2 separate regions of the Gossypium hirsutum genome follow, and region 1 is linked to region 2. The links are chromatin contacts, called in public Hi-C maps. All regions are on one chromosome and are shown on one strand. The core of a region is the stretch at or near the end of the contact, and the rest is flanking DNA. Distances in the headings are between cores, read along the strand shown. Region 1 holds the start of LOC107928779 (probable WRKY transcription factor 41). Region 2 holds the start of LOC107928781 (mitochondrial adenine nucleotide transporter ADNT1).

The links. Hi-C and Micro-C count contacts between places; a contact is called where the count stands out from the background.
Region 1: a contact with region 2 is called in a Hi-C map of hypocotyl, with 3 times the contacts expected there. The contact joins the promoter of LOC107928779 here to the promoter of LOC107928781 in region 2. A contact is called at or near these places in 4 of 34 Hi-C or Micro-C datasets (callus, fibers, hypocotyl and 1 more).

What each region holds. Positions count from the first base shown.
Region 1 is chrA08:76,167,684-76,175,122 of Gossypium_hirsutum_v2.1, reverse strand. LOC107928779 (probable WRKY transcription factor 41) reads left to right here and starts at 3,188. Exons shown (of 3, transcript NM_001327291.1): 1 at 3,188-3,585; 2 at 3,689-3,817; 3 at 3,898-4,642. The coding sequence starts at 3,266. The coding sequence ends at 4,516. It overlaps LOC107928780, which reads right to left and starts at 6,844. Exons shown (of 3, transcript XM_016860045.2): 1 at 6,287-6,844; 2 at 5,407-5,424; 3 at 4,888-5,310. The coding sequence starts at 6,647. The coding sequence ends at 5,120.
Region 2 is chrA08:75,573,682-75,581,000 of Gossypium_hirsutum_v2.1, reverse strand. It overlaps LOC107928781 (mitochondrial adenine nucleotide transporter ADNT1), which reads left to right and starts at 3,897. Exons shown (of 9, transcript XM_016860046.2): 1 at 3,897-4,362; 2 at 5,491-5,539; 3 at 5,797-5,960; 4 at 6,061-6,098; 5 at 6,531-6,643; 6 at 6,770-6,883; 7 at 7,169-7,319. The coding sequence starts at 4,205.

The sequences.
Region 1 (7,439 bases), core at 1,939-4,438, 590 kb before region 2:
TAAATATTATGTTTGATAGATTTTATATAATTCTATGTTGTGATTGAATAACCGTAAGATAGTGATTAAAATAATTGAAATACTTCCTTTTAATAATTTATTTGATTTTGCATGTTTCACATTACATTGAAGACCTCTCTTCCCTAAGTTTAAATTTATAATATATCATTTCATATTTTTGTTTAGTTTTAATATTTAATTTTGTATTTAAATTTTTTTCAATTTGGAATTATTTAGTATTTGTATTTTTTAAATTTGATTTTTGAATTTTTATTTTATTTAAGTATTCGAGTTTGATTTTAATGTTCAATTTAATATTTAAGTTTTTTTTCCCAATTAAGTATATGTGTTTGCTTAGTAGAGTATATATATAAAATATTTATGGGGTAGTACTAAGGGCGAAGCTAGAAAATTTATTTTGGAAGATTAAAATTAAATTATTTATTTTTACGATAGTAAAAATATAAATTTATCATTTTATTAACCTATATCTTCATAATTTTTAATTAAATTTTATCATTTTAGGAGGTTAAAGTACAATTTTATCACTCTTAATTTAATTTTTTTTATATTTTTATAAAATATAAAAAATCTAAATGAAAAATTTTTCATTTAAGAGACAACAGGGCGAATGTCACCTCCTCCATTTGCCATTGCCATTGCTGAGTATCAAGTTGAATACTAAAATGTTATACTCTAATATCAAATTAAAAAAAATTAAATATCAAATAAATATAAAATTTTGTTTGATGGGACGCTTCCAATTCCATACGTCATGCTCATGGAAGAACCTTAAATAAAATAAATAGCCTAAACAAACATGTGAGTCAAACCTCTTTGTATAATGCAGGCTTTATAAATTAATCACACCAATTACTCTTGGTTAATTAGGTTTTTTATTAAAATATTTTGGATTCATCATCATAGCTTAAAGAATTCAAGGAGTTTGGATTGTTTTTGAAAAACAAAAAAGCAATTTTTGCAATTTTTAAATATTTGAAGCAAATATTAGATTTAAAATATTAATATCTGAAATTACCTTTTATCAAATTACGAAACATCGGGTAGGGTATGTTGGATAATGGAAACACAACAATCCCTCCAAAAATATTGGAATGAATTGCAGGTGAGCGAGTGGCTGCAATGCATGTTCTTGACAGTTAAGAAGCATCATTTTTTTGTAAAAAAAAAAGAAGAAGAAGAAGAAGAAGCTGTGAAGAATCTAATCTGGGCAGATGAAGTGCAAATGGTGGTTGAAAATGGCATCTTTGAGTACACGTAAGCTCCAAATTTCCCCACATGGGAAGAGCAATAACGCGGAGTTTGGTTTGAAATTTCTTTGGTCCAATTCACCTTCAACTCTGACTTTCTTTCACATTAGTCTATATGCTCTTTTTATTCTTAACCTCAATCATTCGTGTCACGCTCAGGATAAATCAGGTGACCCAACCCTTTGCTTAATCACATAATTGAAATCGTGATTTTTTTTACTATTAATTTTTATAATTTTTGAAAGTTATGGATTTTATATTTTAATTAAATTAAATTTAATTCTTATATTTTTTAAATAGTCAATTTTAGTCATGACCTAAACAATAGTAGATAAATTTATTTGGTTAAATTTAATTATCAATTATATACTATGCATACAATTGTATATTTAATTCATATTCTCTAATTAAATTATTTTAAGTTTTAATACTTTTCAAATTTTAAAAATTTCAGTCTTGATACAAATGACAATCATTAATCTCTTAATTGAATTTTTAATACGTAATATATGAAAATAGCACGCTAACATGCCACTATACATATGATAATATGTTCGCCATATTAAATTTGAAAATAAAAGATGTTAACTAAATAAATTTAATAATTATAGTTTAATAAGAGCTAAAATTTTAAGTTTTATAAAATATAAGAATTTAAATAAAAGTAAAGACATAAGGACAAATAACATAATTTAAATTAAATAAGTATTAGATTTATTTTATTTTAAGGCTTCCCCTGGCATAGCTTTTTGCTCTGGTGCGTTGAATTTTGAAGATTTTTTGTTTTCATTGGAACGCATGATGTTTGGCGAACCAACAGTCCAATGAGATTGTCTCACTGCTTGTCAAAATTTTGGCTGGAGCTTTTAGCTCCAACAATTGCAGTTAAGTGATATAATTATTGTTTTATCACTTTTATTCATTATTGTATTTTTCAATTTACTTTTTATATTAATTTAATTTAATTATTATTTTATATAACATAATTTCATTATATATTTTATTATTTAGTATAACTATTATACAAATATTTTTAATGATTTAACTTTTAATATAAATATATGTGTAATAATTTTAATTATAATTTAACATAAATATAATGAAAAATGTTTATTACAAGAATTTTTAAACTCCACAATCAAAGTTTACAAATGTTCTATAAAGATATAATAAAATATTGAAAAAAAGGCAAATAAATTTTTTTTTAAAACTACTCTTCCTACAATTAATTTTAATTTTATCGCTATGCTATTTAAATTTATTGTTACCATTGTTTTCAACATCACCATAGGCAATTCAAAAACAACCTTAGTTCTATCACATGTAGGTTGTATTAAATTTATTTTAGTTTAGATTTGAATATATTTTTATTATTAAACTCATCTCGGTTTATAAGCATTTGTGATCCTAATTACACTTGGGATATTTTAGATGTAAAATTGAAGGGAGACTTGGTCAGAAATTGGCGACTTGGTCAGCAATTGGAGTTTTGACCTTACCTCACTCTTCAGTCCACTAATCTTATTCTAGTTTATCATGACCAAAGACTAGTCTATGCTGAAAAACTCGGTTTCTTTTGGTCAAACTTCAAACTTTCTATTCCAACAACCATTTTTTCTAATCCAAAACTCCAATGAAGTTCCTTTAAAAGCCCCAGAGTTTCAATTTCTTATTCAAACCCACAACCTTTCACTCTCCTACTCCCTCTTTGCTTAAACCTCAGCATAGACAAGTTCAAACATTTTCCAGCTTTTAGTTAATCAAAACTTAACATTCAGGCCAAGTTCCATGGTTGTTACTTCTTGCTCTTCACCATTTAGGCTATTTCAATCCCTTTGGCTGCTTCTGCTTGTGATCCTTGGAGAAGTTTTTTCTTCTTCATAACCAAATTTACCCGGTCTATAGCAGGTCATGAATTAGTATTCCCAAGTTCCAAACAAGGAATCCCTCTCTATTTTCTTACAGTGGAAGGAAAGAAGAAAAGGAAAAGAAAAATGGAGAACATGTGGAAGTGGGAGCAGGGGACACTGGTGAGCGAGCTGATTCAAGGAATGCAATTAGCAAAACAGCTAAGGTTGCATTTGGGTGCATCATCATCTTCTGTTGAATCCAGGGACTTGCTACTACAGAAGATCTTATCTTCCTATGAAAAAGCTCTTCTGATTTTAAAACTGAGCAGGCCTACGGAACAGCCACAACAAAATGTAGGAGGAATAACTTGTGTGCCAGAGTCTCCTCTAACCATCAACGGCAGCCCCAGGAGTGATGATTTAGAAAAGGATAACCAGGATATCAGAGATGTCTCAAAGAAGAGGTGAATTTGCAAGCTACAAGTTAATCATTCTTGTATGTTATTGCAAATTTTGTAAGTTGTAAATTTGAGTCTGCTAAATGATTCCTGGAACTGGGTTTTGCAGAAAGATGATGCCTAGGTGGACGGATCAGGTGAGAGTGAGCTCTGAAAACCTGCTGGAGGGTCCTCATGATGATGGCTACAGTTGGAGAAAATACGGGCAAAAGGATATCCTTGGAGCCAAATATCCTAGGTGAATGACCCTTTTCCCATGTAAAATGCTGGAATTTTGTATTAGTCAAAACCCTGATGATGGAATGTTTACTTTTGCAGAAGCTATTACAGATGCACCTATCGAAACACCCAAAACTGCTGGGCTACAAAGCAAGTCCAGAGATCAGATGAAGATCCGACCCTCTTTGAGGTCACATACAGAGGAATTCACACATGTGCAAATGGCAACCACGCAGTTCCATCCCCAGAAAAACAACATAAATCAAACACAAACGGCCTTAATAATACCAATTACCAACCATTGCAATCACAAGATGTCCTCTCAGAGTTTCGAGCAGGCCTAAGAGTCAATATTGAGGGCTTAGACAATAAAGAGATGGCACCCCCATTCTCTTTTGCTTCAACATCATTTGGGTGTATAAAGAGCGAAAACCATAGCTTTTCACCTTCAGGAGTACTTGATTACAACAATATCTTCGGCAGCTTTTCATCGCCGTTCATGTCTCCCGATACACCAGAATTAAACTACTTTTCAATTTCTCAGATGAACAACTTCCAAGGGGTGCTTAACACACAGCATTCTAAATCTGATCTCACCGAGTTGGTTTCAGCCAACACTTCGGCCACCAATTCTCCAATTATGGACTTGGATTTTTCGCTGGACCAAGTGGAGTTGGACCCGAATTTCCCATTTGACACCCCGGGATTTTTCTCCTAACTCTTTTCCGCTATCGAATAAGAGTAACAGTAGATGTCAAATTCGGGTTCCAATAACCAAAGTAGGTTCATGGTGAGCCGTGTGTTCTGCGAAGAACTATTGTACAATACATCTCCCTTTCATTTCTATGTTGGTTTTGAGAAATTTCCTCAGATAACAAGTTTTGATATTTGTTCTTATCGAAATTCCATAATACTAGTGCTCAGATTTTCACCAAAATGCAAAGGTCCTTCTAACACTCACTGCAACTTCATTGCAATTAGCAAAGGAGTATTTTACGCAATGGCCATTTATAATCCAAATAAGTTGTCCATAACAACATACCGTGAAAGTTCACAAATCCTGGGTTTCAGAAGAATAAAATCAGTATATACAGGGAAAAAGAATCTACATTCCAACGATTCCTACATTGCTTGTCTTTACACATAGCCGATGGAATACATAAGCAAATGGTAACAAGTTAACACTTGAGAAATTATCATATATCACAAGTCCCGAAATAAGAAAACTGCAGGACAAGAAGCAACATCCAACAGAACTGAGAAGAGCTCATGGTACTTTAACAATGAAATGGCAAGGATATCGACTGAAATCATAGTTAATCTATATGTAAGGTTTCTTCTGGTTTTCCACATCCTGAACGGAGCTTGATGTGCCTTCTTTTGCATCCTTGGTCTTCCTAAGAGCTTGTCTCAGCCCCAAGACGATGAATAAGTTGGTTAAAGTGAGAAGTGATTCAGCCCCTCCATGTAACCAATCCACATTAGACAAGGAAGTACCGTATTTCACCTTTGCTGTCTCAACCCCACATGGACCAAGTCATAATTTGGCATCAATATGTAGAAACCAGTAAGTGTTAAAGGAATTGTTGATCATTAGCAGGAACTTACCATATATTCCGGCAGGGACTGCTCAGTATACACAAAGTCAGCAAACGAACAATGTAAAGGAAATTAGTAGAGTTGAAACAAAGCCACCAATAGCAAAATCAAAATGCAGGCGAAAACCATCCAAAGTAAGGAACATTGTATAAAACTACATTGAATAAAGCCACATTTTCTTTGCTCTATATCCCTATTCGAGTCATTTCCTTTATGTTTGCTTTGGGCAGATTTTGTGTACTTCATGCTGCTCATCTATGACAAGTGCTACACCAATTATCAGTGTTGATGAAATAAATATAGAGCCACATAACTGAGAAGAAATCATATTGTAGAATATATAGATGACTTAGAACCGACCTGCTCGCCTGCCACTGGTTCAAAATGATAAAAAAACAGACACCCAATTCTCTACAATTCTAACAGAATTTTCGAGGTTGCAGATGCCTCATTGTCATAATATGAATCTCTGCCCTAGCTATGAGAAGTCATCAATTCTCACTCTCAAAAAGCACAGAAGACATACGAGAACACTAGCAACTTAATTCGAATATCTAACATTTCTATTGGACAATTTAAGGAAACTTGAAAGGTATATATGCTAAAATGATGGTTATCTCAACACCAGTGCATTTATCAACAAAGTAGGTTTCATGTAAAATCATCAACAAAAACTAACTAATAATCTTTTCACTCCGTCTACATCCATGCTAAAATGTGTGATTTTATCCTACTCTTTTTGCCCAAACTAATTTCTTTATTTCATGGCAAAGAGAGTAAAAAATTTCACATAAAATTTTAAACTTAGAACATTAATCACCACATAAAAGCAACCTCATAAACTAAAGTAGCATTGAGAAAAGAAAAAGGTACATCCCAGGAAACTCACTGGTGGCACCCACAAAGGCAAGCAAGAAGTAGAAGCCAAAAAGGGTGAGCTTGGGAGCAGACTTAGACTTGGTGATGAAGTACAAGAAGCCAATATATGGGAACAGAGAAACTGCAAAGAGTTGAGAAGCAATGCTTTGTGAGTCAATATTTGGTGCCCATGGATCCACTGGCAACAACCACCCGCGCGCAATCCCTCCTTTCCTGTTAACAAACATTCCATCCTTGTAACTCCAGGAACCTCTGCTTGGAACTGTTGCTTGGTAGTTTTGCAAGAAATGGAAAGAACGTGGAACTGTTGAACTAACGGGGACAACATAATTGGGTGGTTTAGACAAAGTTTGTAAACAACTGAGATTCATGTTGTCAAGACTACTACAGCTTCGATTCAGCCCTTTTTGCTTTGAAGTTTGGATTTTTCTCCTCTTGCAGATGATGATTATGATGATGATGATAGTATTGTGGATTAGAGAATTTTTATCTGTAGGGTTTGGGTTTCTAATGCAAACAATCTGCCACGCTGTAAGCTGGGCTGATTCTTAAGGCCTTCCTTGCATGCCCCCAAAGAAATTAAAAATATGCCATTATTGGACTCTTTTATGGTGCATTAAAATAATTTTGAGTTCAAACATGAATTCTTAATTTATATAATTGTTCTGTTGCATAATTTAAAATCTGATTAGCTTTTCCATCAAATAGAATGAAGAAAAACATTAACTCTCAAACTTAAATTTTTGAATCAACTTTTTTTTGAGAAAATATTATTAACAATTGGAATCATTAACAATAATATAAAGACATGACATATATTATTAACCATAGAGACTTAACCCACAAATAGGTAATCAATTTTGGTACTTAAATTTTTCTTTGTCATAAGTAGTACCTGAATTATCTTTTTTCTCCAAGTTAGTACATCTGTTACTCAAACTGTTATATCTACTTTAAAATGAGTTTAACCCACAAATTATTACTTAAATTATTCATTTTTTTTCTCATTTTTGTATCTAAACTTTTTTTCTTTTGTTACTAGTGATACTTAAACTATTTTCTTTTCAATTTGGTACGTCTGTTAGTTCAACCATTGAGTTATTTTAAAAAAAAATAACCAATTAAAAATTGACATATGGAAAAAAAGAGAAAAAATATTATTC
Region 2 (7,319 bases), core at 2,648-5,147:
TCCACATATGGTTTTTTGTGTAAAATTAGAAAAATCATATAAATTGGAAACGAACTAGGAATTTCAGTACCTTAAACTTTTTGGCAAAACCCAAAAAAGCGAGACGGGCCCATAAGCTAAACTGAGCGAAAAATGAATGAACCACAAACCGCCATGGATGGCTAACCAACATGTGATAGTGTGGGCGGAATTGCTTAGAGCACTGTCGGACCTACAGGAATAGCACAAAATGCCATGGTGTTGCACTTTAGCCAAATGCACAGTGCGTAGGAGTTGTCGGAGCTTTACGCCCTAGTAGCCGTGTACAACTAGTGGCGATTGTCGAGCATCACGCCTAGTCGATCACACGATTGGGTGTATAGGCGAGTACATCGTGCCCTTGTCAGTTTCAACACTTAGCAGAACCAATCGCATGGCCGAGGCATCATGCACTAGCTAAGAGATGATCAAGCGGCCTATACCACATATGGGCTAGGCATCATGCTCAATAGTCGGCATCACAGGAACAACAGTACATGCATGTCGCATGGGCTTGCTGCAAGACAACCGAGAGCATCAGATGTTGACACTTAATTGGGTGGGAAGTGTAACAGCGATGTCCAACAGTTTGCTAATGAAAACAACAAAAATGGTGGTTGGCTGATGGTGACCAAAGGTGATAGTTGTGGAGGTAATAATGAATTTTTGGTTTGAGGGATTTTAGTTATTTTGGTGCATAGGTTTTTTTGGGGTGAATTCAGGATTTTGGGGCTTTTATGCAAAAAACCCAAAGTATGTTCTGGTTATTTTGGTACATAGGTTCCATTTCTTCTTGCAATGCGGGTATGGAATTAGCCAACTCACTTAGTAATTTCTTAACATGCAACTTATCCGTCCATGGTGCCTCAAGAATCTTTTGTTTCTTGTTACACTTCCACAATCCAATACTCAAGGTGGCGGTTCTCCTTGCACCATAAAAGATGAAAATGACTTCAAATTGCTTGATTAAAGGTTAAAATTGTTAGATTTTTTATATTTAAGATCAAATTGATTGATTTGATAAACAGTAGAGATTAAATTTGTTATTGGACCAATAAAAAAAGTCAATATCAACTTCTATCACTCATTTAGTGATAACTAATGAGAGAGTGATTAAAATATTTAATTTTAAAAAATTTAATTATTAAACTAACAAATAATATTTAAATAACTAAAATAAAACAAAAAAATATAATTGGTAAAGTCAACCCTTAAAAAATTAATTACGAATGTAGTAAATAATTATTAATTTAAATATGAAAATATTAAATGTAGAAAAATTTGAAAAATCGTTGTCATAACTACATCCACAACGCACAAGAATCTAAAAAGAGGGTGGTACAGTTGAATTTTTAAGCAAGGACCGCCCCCACCCCCCCCCCCCCAAAAAATATATATATATGTGGATGAAAATGGCACTATCCTAACCTACTCTTTATTTAACATCCATGAAATTCTCCCTTTCTCTTTACTCTATACTCATCACTATGATGTTCTTCAGGTTCTGCCTTAGCCTTTAACTATGTGCTCGAAATTCACTATCATCAAAATTTGTGGACCTCACCCCTTCCATCAAACTAGCCACAGCTTTTGCTTATAAAGAGAGGGCGAAAGCAAAAATATGATATGAATAATTTCTATCATCTATTTACACTTCTATACTTGTTATATATATGGCTATCACACATACCCATATGAAAATTATATACTAAAAATATAGAAAAGTGTCTAAAAATAACATACAATAAATAATAAAAATAAAATTTGAAATTAATTAATAATAACACATGAAATATATGTAATATTAAAATAAATAATATATTAAATTATAAGTAAAATGAAATTTAAACACGTAATACATCATATTAAGAATTCTAAATGTAGTACAATTATTTATCATTATATTATCATCAATCTCGAGTTAGTGTCAAATTGATTTATGATACCAGCTCAATCAATAACATTATCAATATATGCAATTGGAGGTAATAAAGTATGCATAATAAAATTAAACTGTATAAAAAATAAAAATAAAATTTAATACAATTGGCATGAATTCAAATCCCAACATAAGCATATTTTTTTATTGTTTTTTAATTAAAAAACTTAAACACCGTCAAATAATATAACTTACTTTAAATAAGAGAAGGCATTTTTGTAATTTCACAACCTAAATCAAGGGCTTAAATAATATTATAAAATAAATATTTTTGGCTAAGTTAGTGTCACCCATAATCGAGTCCCAACTCAGTTATTAAATTATCAGAATGTTATAATTTTGATAAAACAACTCATATTAATTTGAGAGCATTTTTATATTTTTTTTATGTGAACTTCTAATGATATTTAAACATGAGACACCCATAACATTTATTTTCTTAATTTTACCATTTCAACCAAAGTGTTATTTGGTTTTAAATAAATATATTATATAAAACTTTTCACTAAGTTTATGTCTTGAATTAACTAAATAACAACTCAATTAAAAAAAATCTAAAATAGCATTTTAACAAACAACAAATATTTATTTCAAAGGTGTTTATGTATTTTTTTAATAATTTACAAATACAATTTTGAACCTTAGGCTTTAATAAAGAAAAATTCAACCAATACTCTAAAATAATATTAATCTTTTTATATAGTGCTTATAAGTACTCATAACTTTTTTTAATATTTAAATAGAAAAATAAACACATTTTAGCTTATGTCCTCTATAATAGCAACAATGTAAATGACAACCGAGTTAAGACTCATTCAACTCAAAAAATATATTTTCCTTTTAATTAGAAATAAATTTATAAATATATATATTTTAAAAAATTCTTGTGATATAATCTAATAAGTAATAAACTCAATTAGTAAAATAACAAAAGTTTATGTGCATTAGTATTCTATTATCAACGAAAATTGAAAAGATAAAATTATTACATGTTTTAAAAAAATAAAATTAACTATAAAGCGCATGACAATTTCTTTAATTTATATTATATTTAAAAATTTGATATTATAAATCAAAATGATTAAAATATTTTTATATTTAAAAAATAACAAATACTTTTTATATTTTTATATAAAATTTATATGTAAAAATTTTAAATCAACTCTAGCTAAAATTTTATCCACATTTATCATAATTTAATTTTATTAAAAACTGTTATAAGTGCGAGTTAAAACGTTACATTGCGAAGTGCCAAATGACAAATGACAAATCGCAAATTGATTTATTTATTTGTAATTTATGAAATATTGAAATTTGATTACTAAAACTTGATATTAATGGAAAGGATATTTTGGATTTAGGTTATATTTAGGAAAATCATCCAAACATAGCAGTGCGATACGCAATATTTACTTAATGGAATAGAATGAGTTTAGGAAATCGTAATCTACTTCTGCCCTAAAATATTTAGCTTCTTACTCTTACCAAAATTCGTTAAAAGCTTAACTAAAAGGAATTTATATTTTTGGCAAACTTGTAAATTCGAATTAAATACTATCTTGAAAAAATAATTGCCAATAACGTATCATTTTTTCTTACTATAATTATATTAAATTCCAAAACTTTAAATTAATAAAAATCATTAAACAAGGTAAGATTCTTAATTAAAGGGTAACTCACAATTCTATTTTATAAGAAAAAGTAAGTTTTTTCGTTATTTAATGTACAATTTTAAAGATTCCAAACCAAGTATACTTGTGTATATGTTTGTATTATTATATTTTTATAATTCCTTGTATCAAAACAAAATCTTATAATTTACTGTAATATTACACTTCAAATTTATATCATATTCATATTAATTTTGGTGATTTATTTTTTAATCTTATTAATTAAAAATATATATATATATTTTTTGTTTGTTTGTTTTGAGAGGAAACGAGGGTTAGTTGTAGAGTGAAAAGAGAGGGTATTCTGGATATGGAAATTTCATTTATCTCCGCCAAGTTCCAGCAGTTATATATTTTTCTACAAGTACCCTTTTCTTTGTTTTTCTATCAACTTAGCCAATGCTTGCTCACTTTCACTCATTCCCCTAATCACTGCAAACAGGATCTCTTCTTCTTCTCCGATCACCGGTGTCTGCTCAGCGCCATATTTTGATCGGATAAGTTACGGTTCCAACGTTATATCTCTGTCTGAATTGCTTTTTTCCTCTCTTTTTTTTTAAATTTTATTTCCCAAAAAATGGCGTCTGAGGATGTGAAAAGAAGCGAGTCTGCGGTCTCGACGATCGTGAATCTGGCGGAAGAAGCGAAGATAGCTAGCGAAGGAGTTAAGGCGCCGAGCCATGCGTTGCTTAGTATTTGCAAGTCTCTTGTTGCTGGTGGTGTCGCCGGTGGAGTGTAAGTCCCTTTCTTTCTTAAGATCCGCTCTTTGCCTTTCCTTTTCTTTTTTTTTAATCTTCGACTAGTTTGATCGTGTTTTTTTGTTTCCTCCGATAATTTTTTGGTCCTTTAAGTTAATTCATCTATTTTTTTTTTGAAAACTTTCTTTTTCCTTCTTGTTTTTGCTTGTTCAACTCAGTATCATAATTTTCCGCTTTTAGAAAAATAATGTAACCTTTTTTTTTATATAAACTCAGTTACTTTTTCTGGAAAGCAGTGATTTTCTTAACAGGACTTGTTAACTTTGAAATTGGAAAATCGAAGTATGCTTCTTTTTCCTCTATTATGTTGAATCCAAGAAAATATGTATTTTTGGTTAAAATTTAATCACTCTTTATTTTTTTATGATGAAAATGTTCTTCAATATGTTTAATTCTCTGTTTTATGAATCTTTTACTATTGATACTCTAATTATGTAAAATATTGAATTGGGGTCTCTTCTTCTTTTGGTATTTGTGAATAAGGGATGATAACCATGTAAAGGTCACTGTTTGGTATTTATTGGTAATGATGTGGAAATTCTTGGAGATGCAAAATGGTTTTTTAAAGTAACAGTTACTTTGTCACTGAATTAACGTACGTTGATTCTTCAGGGGAAAAAAAGGCCTTTTTCATCATTTAGGATTTTAATAGGTTGTGAGGTGTTTTCAATATGGTTTCTCTCTGTTTGTATATTTCCACTCCCAGTAAGAGGCATGGTCGTTAAAATTCAGGGATATTGACTATGGTGCCATTTGATGCTTGGAGAAATTTGATGGTTACTTTTGTGGCCTTGCTGGTAGTTCACTGGAGGGCCTGAGGGATGGTTGACTCTTTTGATGTTGATAAATGAAGAATATATTCATTCCATTTTCTAAACCCTTTGCTTGCAACTTTTGTTGTCCTAAAGATGGTGGGAATGGTACGGAAGATCTGAGGATGAAATATTACCCTGTTGCCCTTTGGATGCTTTTTTTCATTTGACCTGATTGCACCTTCTGCTATGGTCATGGAATACTTTTGTATCTATATTGTATTATTATAATGTTTGACTTTCCATTTCCATTGCCAGCTTGCTTTACTTAGTGTATGTTGTATCTATTTCAGGTCACGTAGTGCTGTTGCTCCCCTAGAAAGATTAAAAATTTTACTTCAGGTAGTTTATGTTATCATCATCATTTGGTCCTTATCCATTAAGTTCTCATTTTTTGCAATGCTATAGTTTATAGCCAATGCCTCCTTGTTCTTCCTAGTGAAAGTTCAACATATTTTCTATTCTCAATTTTGTTACTGCTGGTGATAATCAGAGCTTTAACTACATTGTATATGTCCTAGAGTATTTCTATTATAGAGTAGCTGTTTCCATTTTTTTACAGCCTGTAGATTGACAGGATTTTCTTTCCGAGCCTGCAGGTTCAGAATCCTCATAGTATAAAATACAATGGAACAATCCAGGGTTTGAAATACATATGGAGAACTGAGGGTTTCAGGGGAATGTTTAAAGGAAATGGTACTAATTGTGCTCGCATCATTCCTAACTCAGCAGTGAAGTTTTTCAGCTACGAAGAAGCCTCTAAGTAAGCCTTGGCAGTTCCTTTCTTCACTATTAACCTTCAGTTATTACCACAGTACAAAGTTTGAACTAATCTCTTCCTTTTTGCTTCTTTCTAAATACAGGGGGATTTTATACCTATATCGGCAGCAATCAGGAAATGGTATGCCTTTATAATAGCACTATACTTGTAAATATTCTTGAGATTTGAAGCTGATTGTTACTATTCAATTTCATTTACTGTTGTGCAATTATTGAGGCAAAGAAGTACTGTACTGTTAGTGAACTTTGTGTATTGAATAACTAATTTTGTGTTATAAGAAATAAGTTCACTGGATGTTATTGACAAAGACTGTGCATCCCTTTCTGTCTGCATGTGGTACCTGTAATGTTGATGATCTTGTATTAGTTACCATGATGCTATTGTCTTTCTTAAACTAATTCATGTTTTCTCTGCCAAACATTGGTGCTGAATGGGGAAATAAATGGAATTTGTTATATGGCCCTGATTGGCAGAAGATGAGTTGCCTTTTCAGTGGTTATGGATGTTGTGCTTACCTACTTGTTACTTTATTGATTTTACCTTATCTTACAGAGGATGCACAATTCACTCCACTTCTACGCCTTGGAGCTGGTGCATGTGCTGGAATCATTGCCATGTCAGCAACTTATCCAATGGATATGGTACGAGGTCGTCTAACAGTTCAGGTATTTGTTTTGAGTTTCTGTTACCTTAATTGATATGACTTACGTCAGATAACTCTCATGCCTGAAGATACAGGCCTGCCTCTTGTTATCACTTTGGTGGCTAATGTTCATGTGTTATATTTGCAGACTGAGAAGTCGCCTCGCCAATATAGAGGAATCTTTCATGCTCTTTTAACAGTATTAAGGGAAGAAGGACCCCGTGCATTGTACAAAGGCTGGTTACCATCTGTAATAGGAGTTGTAAGTAAAACTCTTATGGCGTTGAAACCTGCACTCTTTAATTTCTATTGCACTTCAGGAATCTGCATTCAGATAGACGTAGACATCTGCTAGGATGATGCGTTCTGTTTCTAGCCCTTCCTAAATTTCTGCTTATGTGTTGGGTTCGTTATTGCACATAGCTGTTCATTGGCAAACAATGGTCTATTCCCTTTCACTTTGCATCTGTTTTGGCCTTCAATAAGGGAAGAATCATCTCCTTATGTTTGTATGCAAAGGCCTAAATGACTTTTATGATGTTTATAGGTACCTTACGTCGGTCTTAATTTTGCTGTTTATGAATCTCTGAAAGATTGGCTGATCAAAAGGAAACCCCTTGGGCTAGTTGAGGACTCTGAACTGGGTGTCACAACAAGGCTTGCATGTGGAGCTGCTGCTGGAACCATTGGCCAGACGG